Regions from separate parts of the Sus scrofa genome. Here region 2 is linked to region 1. The links are chromatin contacts, called in public HiChIP or PLAC-seq maps. All regions are on one chromosome and are shown on one strand. Each heading gives the region's core, a stretch centred on a gene start, on an enhancer-like site or on the middle of the called end of the contact. The rest is flanking DNA. Distances are from core to core; before and after follow the strand shown.

The links. HiChIP or PLAC-seq counts read pairs in DNA pulled down with a chosen protein or histone mark.
Region 2: a contact with region 1 is called in an H3K27ac HiChIP or PLAC-seq map of alveolar macrophages. The contact joins the enhancer-like site here to the promoter of HECTD4 in region 1. A contact is called at or near these places in 2 of 5 promoter capture datasets (liver and skeletal muscle), 15 of 47 Hi-C or Micro-C datasets (alveolar macrophages, blood, embryonic fibroblasts and 9 more) and 2 of 2 datasets of contacts at active chromatin or transcription factors (alveolar macrophages and skeletal muscle).

What each region holds. Positions count from the first base shown.
Region 1 is chr14:39,324,876-39,328,614 of Sscrofa11.1, reverse strand. It overlaps HECTD4 (probable E3 ubiquitin-protein ligase HECTD4), which reads right to left and starts at 1,920. Exons shown (of 76, transcript XM_013990365.2): 1 at 1,448-1,920. The coding sequence starts at 1,624.
Region 2 is chr14:39,493,243-39,496,981 of Sscrofa11.1, reverse strand. It overlaps HECTD4 (probable E3 ubiquitin-protein ligase HECTD4), which reads right to left. Exons shown (of 76, transcript XM_013990365.2): 52 at 3,311-3,437. Among named protein-coding and RNA genes, the nearest start is that of TRAFD1, 85 kb to the left of the region's middle. Within about 2 kb of position 1,926, at least 18 of the 83 cell types and tissues checked have an H3K27ac peak or open chromatin away from gene starts, as enhancers often do. A contact at or near this core is called in alveolar macrophages, where this site is marked.

The sequences.
Region 1 (3,739 bases), core at 671-3,170:
AGCAGATAAGACACTCAGACACACCTTGCTTTTTATAAAGGCCCAAATGAGACATAATAAAAATATGATTCCACGTTAGGAATTCCCTACCAATTTGTACCTTCCTTTTTTTTTTTTTTTTTTTTTTTTTTGGTGGCCAGACTATAAGTCAGTTAAGAGTTCACAGTGGGAATGCTGCAACCTCAGCCAGAAATTCAGACAAAAATACAGAGGAACGTATTCGCATCTCAGGCACGTCCAAATGTCTCGGCCAGCAAGGATCTCATCACTGCCATTTCCAGAAACACACAGTAAAGGGTTTTAATCCATTTCTATAAATGTTCCTTGTGCTGAATGCCAAAGTGCCTGCAAAACCGCAAAACACAAAAGATTCCTTGCATTCCGTTTATAGCCAAAAGACAGGCCATCCTCTCCGCACTGTCCCCAGAGAGTCCTCCTTGCGACAGTAAGAATTTCGTGACAACCCATGCTACCTACACGTCAAAATGTCACTCCACAAAGTGGAGGGCGAGCAGTGTCAGCACTGACTGGCCACGATGAACCGATCCTGCCAGTATTCCCACCACTGGGCACACCTGAAACCAAGTGAGGTCGGTGGAAAGTTCCCATCCACCTAGTATATTTTGTTTCCTTCTGCTCCCAAATCCAGCAGCAAAATTGCTGAGATTTCCTTTTGCACCTGCAACGGCTCCTAAGCCTGGGCTTCTCCGCACCACCACCACCATCACCCCGCCCCCAGCTCATCGAAAGGCCTTGCGGCCTAAAACGCCCGTTAACCCCTGCGGAGAGCGCACCAAGGGCTGGTGTAGCATTCCCCTTGCTGTCCACACTGCCCGCTTCCATGACAAAGGCCCGGTGTCAATCCGAGGCACGACACAGAGTAGTTGCTAGATTGCCCATCACTGACTGGCAGCTGCCACTACCTTCTCCCGAAAAACACAAACAACAAAAAACATACACACGCGCGCACACACACACACACACACACACACAACTGGGAAAAGACCGGGGGTGGGGGTGGTTGTAGAGCGTTAAAATTAAAATATCCCCAAAGCTAAGCAGCCTGGGTGTGACCTGGAAGTGAGTCCAAGGGGTCCGTGGGGGAGGGGAGAAAGGGCCCAGGAGGCGGCAGCAGCTCCTCAGGGGCGTGAAGGCCGTGCCGGGTGATCGTCTAATAAAATGCTGGGAGTTGGAACGTTCAAAATGAAACCACAAATGAAATCCCCAGCGGGCTTGAAGCCCCGAGGAGGGAGGGAGGCGGGCGGTCTGCAGACCTGCGGCCGCGGTCCCCACCAGCCTGTCCGGCGCCCACACACACCTGCCGGGGCAGCCTTCCGAGGGGCGGGGGTCTCGGGTCGGGGTAAAGCGGAGATGGGAGGGCTCGACCCTGGGGATGCGGGGCGGATGGACTAATCTGATGGCGGAGGCCGGGGGGAGCCTCTCTCACCTCCAAGTCGGTGTCGGCGGCCTCCGGGGCCCCAAGGATCTCGCTGGGCAGCTCGGCCAGGTCAGTGACCCGGATCAGTCCGTCGTGCAGGAAGATGGTCTCCTCCTTCACCGAGAGCCACTGCGCGGAGTCCGCGGCCGCCGCCGCTGCAGCCGCCGCCGCTGCAGACGAGCCCATGGCCCCGGCTGAGAGGTTGGCGGTGAGAAGGGGCCGCCCGGCCCGGGAAGACGCGAGCAGGAGCCTCCGCGATCACCAGTCCATGGCAGCAGCCTTCGCGCCCGTCTGCAGCGCCCAGATCGCTTCCTCGCCCGTGCAGCTCCGCCCTAGGAGGTCCGAGTCGCCATCCTCCCACCCACGGCCCCGGAGACCCCGGCCCCGCCGCCACCGTCTCTGCCGCCGCCGCCGCCGCCGCCCTGAGGTGCAGGACCCGCCTCTGCTGCTCGGCAGCCAACTGTCAGTGAGACGCCATGTTGGGGGCGGGGCTCCCGGCATGCTCCGCGGAGGGGACAATGCAGGCCCCGCCCACCCTCCTGGCTCCGCCCACCCACCGAGGCCGGGGCAGCCGCGGAACCTCAGCTTTGCGCTTCCCTCAGTCTTGCCGTCCGACTGACCTCCTACGCCTCTTGTCATTCGAGGGCGCCCTGGGTCTGCAGTGCAGAAGAGGGGAAGGAGGGCGCTGCCTCCCCTTCCTCAGGTGTGCACCGATTTCTCTCTGGCCAGGGTCCCCACCCTGCGTAGAGCAAGGAGCTTCACTCCCTGCTTTCAAGTTTAAATGAGATATACGCAAAAATCTGGCGCAGGGCGGGCGCGGCACACTTGTTCATAAGCATTCGGTAGAGGCACACAGTTGGTGCTTCCTATATACTATAAATTCTAGAACCCACTAAGCACTCAAAACCTGGTGAAGGAGCTCCCGCTGTGGAACAATGGGATCGTCAGCGACTTAGGAATGCTGGAACGAGGGTTCGATCCCCTGCCCGGCACAGAGGGTTAGGAATCCGGTGTTGCCGCAGCTGTGGCTTAGTTCGCAGCTGCAGCTCGAATCTGATCCCTGGCCTGGGAGCTCCATGTGCCGTGGGCAGCAAAAAAACAAAAAACAAAACAAAATCTGGTGAAAATAAAGTACCAGTCACATTTGATGTCCAATGTCTGTCACGTAATGCCCCAGAGGGAGTTAAAACTATTGTTATAACCCATCAGTACTCAACACTAACATATACATTAAAAATATACCCGGGAGTTCCCTTTGTGGTGCAGTGGGAAAGAAACTGACTGTATCCATGAGGATGAGGGTTTGATACCTGGCTTAGCTCAGTGGGTTAGGAATCAACCTTGTGGTGAACTGTGGTGTAGGTAGAAAATGAGGCTCAGATGCCGAGTAACTGTGGTTGTGACATAAGCCTGCAGCTGCAGCTCCAATCTGACCCCTAGCCCGGGAACTGCCACAGACTGCAGGTACAGCCTTAAAATACACACACACACACACACACACACACACACACATCCATCATCCCATTTTTATTTTATTTTATTTTATTTATTTATTTACTTATTTATTTTGTCTTTTTGCCTTTTCTGGGGCCACTCCTTCAGCATATGGAGGTTACCAGGCTAGGGGTCTAATCAGAGCTGTAGCTGCCAGCCTACACCACAGCCACAGCAACGAGGGATCCGAGCTGCATCTGTGACCTACACCACAGCTCACGGCAACGCCGGATCCTTAACCCAGTGAACAAGGCCAGGGATCGAATCCGCAACTTCATGGTTCCTAGTCGGATTCGTTAACCACTCAGCCATGACGGGAACTCCCAGATCATCCCCTTTTTATTAAAAAAAAAAATAAAGGTGTTCCCGTCATGTTGCAGCAGAAACGAATCTGACTAGGAAACATGAGGATGCATCAGGTTTGATCCCTGGCCTCGCTCAGCGAGTTAAGGATCTGGCGTTGCCATGAGCTGTGGTGTAGGTCGCAGACACGGCTCAGATCTGGCGTGGCTGTGGCTGTGGCATAGGCCAGCAGCTATAGCTCCAATTTGACCCCTAGCTTGGGAACCTCCATATGCCGCAAGTTCGGCCCTAAAAAGACAAAAAAAAAAAAGACAAAAATAAATAAATAAAGTGCTTATTGCTATCAAAGGACTTGAATATGTATGGCCACCAAAAAACCTACATAGGGATATTTATAACAGCTTTAGTCATAATTGCCAAAACTTGAAAGTAACCAAGATGTCTTTCAGTAGGTGAGTAGATGGTATATCCAGACAATGGACTATTATTCAGCGATAAAAAGAA
Region 2 (3,739 bases), core at 677-3,176, 170 kb before region 1:
AGGCAGTGTTTATCAAGTGTTTATATTTGATCCCCTACTAGGAATCTCTCAAATCTCTCCTAGGAAACACAAGGACAGTGTGTAAAGGTACAAGAGCACTCCTTGAAGTACTTCTGGGAAAATCTAACAAAAAAGTGGAAACAGTGAAAGTATTCATCAATAGAGAATGGTTACAAATGATGGCACATTATTATGTGGTCATTTTACTTTTTTTGTTAAGTCAAGAGAACAAACTAGAGGACAAATGGAGAGAAGGAAGGAAGTCAGAGTGGTGTTTTTTTCCTTTATACATTTTTGTACTGTTTGATTATTGCTATCACATGTTGCTGATTCAAGAGAGACAGGGAGCTACTTCTCTCCAGTACTGGAATTTGCTCTGTTCTTCCCTCTCAGGGGGCAAAGACATCATTATCTTCAATAGAAACAGCCACTATTAATTAATAAACCATTAAATAAATGTCCAAGGCCCTGAAGAAAACAGCACGGTGGGGAGGGCAGAGAGGGGGTGCTGTTGAAGCCTCCCACACCACCTGGGAAGCTGTGGGTAAAAAAAACAGGTGTTGACAGCAACTATTTTTAAACAAGGCTTATCTCCATCTACCATTCCTTTCTTTGTTGGCTTTGCTATGATGAAAAAGCACAGCAATTTTCTGAGCACAGTTTAGAAGAGGGCTGTAGTTAGAGGAAGATGCTTAGAGAAAGAAGTGTCGGAGAGAGACGCAAGAAATGTGACCCGATATTAGAAAGCATGGTAAATAATCTTTGCAACATTTCCCAGAGGAATAAGGGTAGGAGAAAAAACACTCTGCTGTCTTCTAAGCAAGAACTGGGGACCATGGAGGATGTGAACTTAAACCATGAGCAGTGTAGAGGTGGTTTCCTTAACCTTCCTTGGGGTCCTGGCAATAGGAGGCTGCCCCATCCTCTCAGGGGTGTCCCTTTGAGCACTAGAGCCATCTCCCTATCCTCCTTTCAGCCTTTGCTGCTCCTATACTGAAGGAGACTGCATTTGAAAGGTAAATGTTTTTTTTTTTAATGTTTACATTAATATGGTTCAGATGGACCACCATGGATGGATCCATGGTCTGTCAGATCATGGATCCTGAGAAGACACCCTGGCAACATGTGTGTCAGGGGCCCTGGGCACTTCTGGGTGAGTCAGGAGGCCAGAAGTCATTGGTCTGGCTCTGCTCCAGCAGCCACATTTGGATAATCCAATTTTCTGCTGTCCGTCTACATTTTCCCTCCTCCTAACAGGAAGAAAGGAGGAGAAGGCACACTTGGCTCCACTCAGGATGGTTCTGGGACCAAATGGTAAAAGAAAAGAAACCCTGAGTTCAGCAGAACCTGTGTGAAAATAAAGGCATGGCAACCTACGATCACATACAAGAGCTTTCCGTTCATATACTGTAAAGACTCTCTTCTCCTTTCCTCCTCCTGCAAAGCAGTAAGAAGCAGTCTCCCTGAACAAATGGTGCTTCCTACTTCTAAACTACTTTTGCTGAATGAGCACTAGGTCTCGGCTTCAGTACTAGGTTGTGAGAGTAACCAAGCTAGACTGGGTACCCTAGTTGCACCCAAAGTGGCCTCCCGATCTACTGCACAGATCCTCCCACAACATAGTGTGTGGCTTCATTACCCGCTTCCCACTATGATGTGAGCTCTGGGAGCAGGAACCATCTGGGTTCCAGGAGGCTCACAGAAGGCCTGACCCCGGGAGGCACGTGTTGCATGTGTGAACAAATAAGCGGATGAATCACAGACTGAATAAACACAACTGACACAAAGCCTCCCAACTCTGAGAGCCAGTGACCCGCACTGGTGCTTCAAGGCACAGTCATGAATCTGACATCACACTGATTAAGGAAGGGAAAGTCATCTGAGAATAAGATGGGGTCTGTTCTGCACTCTGAAAGGGCATTTTCTTTCAGATGGTGAGCGTGGACCGAGAGGAATGAATTATCTTTCTATCTGTAGGACCCACTATAGCAGCTCAAGCTGCTCCTTTGTTTAAAATCTTCCAAAGGCTCCCCATTTACAGAGAATAAAAGCCAAAGTCCTGGCTGAGGCTGCTGCTCCCTCACCCTCTCCTCGTCTGAGCCACTGCCTTGGCCTCATTGCCTTTCCCTCAGCCACCCAAGCTCACTCCCACCCAGGGAGGGTCTTTCTAATGCTGTTCCCTCTGTCTGAAACTTACGAAAGGAGGAGAAGAATATAAGTTAACTGTGCTGGGATTTGAGTTGGCAGCTGAGAGAGGGCTCTGATAAGAGCAGGAAGCAAGGACACCACGGGAGGTATGGATTGTCCCATAGGTTAAGTGTAAACACCATCACGCCACTGTCATTGGTCTTAGTTTTGGGGATAGAAAGCATGAAAGAAAAATATATACATATATACAAATATACTGATTAGTCCTGAGATTTAGTCTGAGAAAAAAGAAATCACTGAGCTATCACTGGAAACCAGGGATTCAGTATATAAGTGGGTCAAGAAACAAAGGTCTTTTGGTGGTTTTTCTTCTTATTTGCTCCTATCTCAGTCAGGACAAAAGTTAAAAGAGGAGAACAAGTGCTAACACGGGGACAAATACTCTCTTCTTATACCACCTCTGACTGCTGCAATAGTGACAGAAAACACAAACTGGTGTTTCAGGGCAGCTGTGCCTCTTGGGAAAAGGCATTCCTGCATCTCAAAAAATTAGGTGTTTCACAGGTGAGGAAAAGCCTTAAAAATAGAACTCAGATATACCTGCGCTTCAGACTCATTACTCCCTGCAATCAAACGTTGCATTATTCTATGTGCCCAGTGGGAGAAAAGTCTCTCCATCACCATCATTACTGTGACATGTAGAATCACATCAACTGAAGGACTACCATGTGCCAGATGCTGTTCTTAGGAGCTTTATCTAAGTATTAGTTACTAGTTTTTCTTCTGCATATGAGGTGGTTACCATTACTGATTCCACTTCAAAGGTGAGGAAGTCTAAAAGGGCTCCACAATGCTCCCAAGGTCACACAGCGGGTTAATGGCGCACATGTGACTTCAGAGCCTAAGCTATTAACCACCCAGCTTCTGAGGAAAACTATACCAGCTTCATTCTAGCAACCCATCAACCCAAAGCACTGAATTAAACTGATGAGCAAGGAAAAGCCTGATAAAGAGAGCAAAGGACCACAGAGTTCAATAAAGGCCCAGGTCTGGCCCAACTTTAGAAGAGCCCCTCTTTTCTGATTTACATCCTGAGTTTCATCTAAACACATGTCTTCAAGTCATGAAACGAACTCCTTAAAAAAATGTAAAAGCACCAGACCTAGTTGTAAAGCACCCTTTATCTGGTCCAGGCCCGATTTCCGCTCTGCTTCATTACGGAAGCGTCTTCGGATAGTAGGGAAAACCTTGGTCTCCCAGGCTTTCACCAGCAGGGCGTAGTGGTCCTCCTAGAAGGAGAAGGCAAATGTGAACAGAGAAGGAACACCTCAGGTGGGAACCAGTCCTTCCCTGACTTACAGCTCTCAGCCCTGAGGCCTTCACCCCACACAAATGCCAGTGATAGAAACACACCGTGTGGACCACCAAACTAACTGTATCCTCAGATGCCAGTGCAGGCAACAGCTGGACTGAGGCAAGCTCTTCCTTTCCCTTTAAAGCCATATATTTATTTTTTTATTTTTTTAAGCCACGCTTGCCGAGGACAGAAGTTCCTTGGCTAGGGATTGAACCTATGCCACAGCAGTGACAA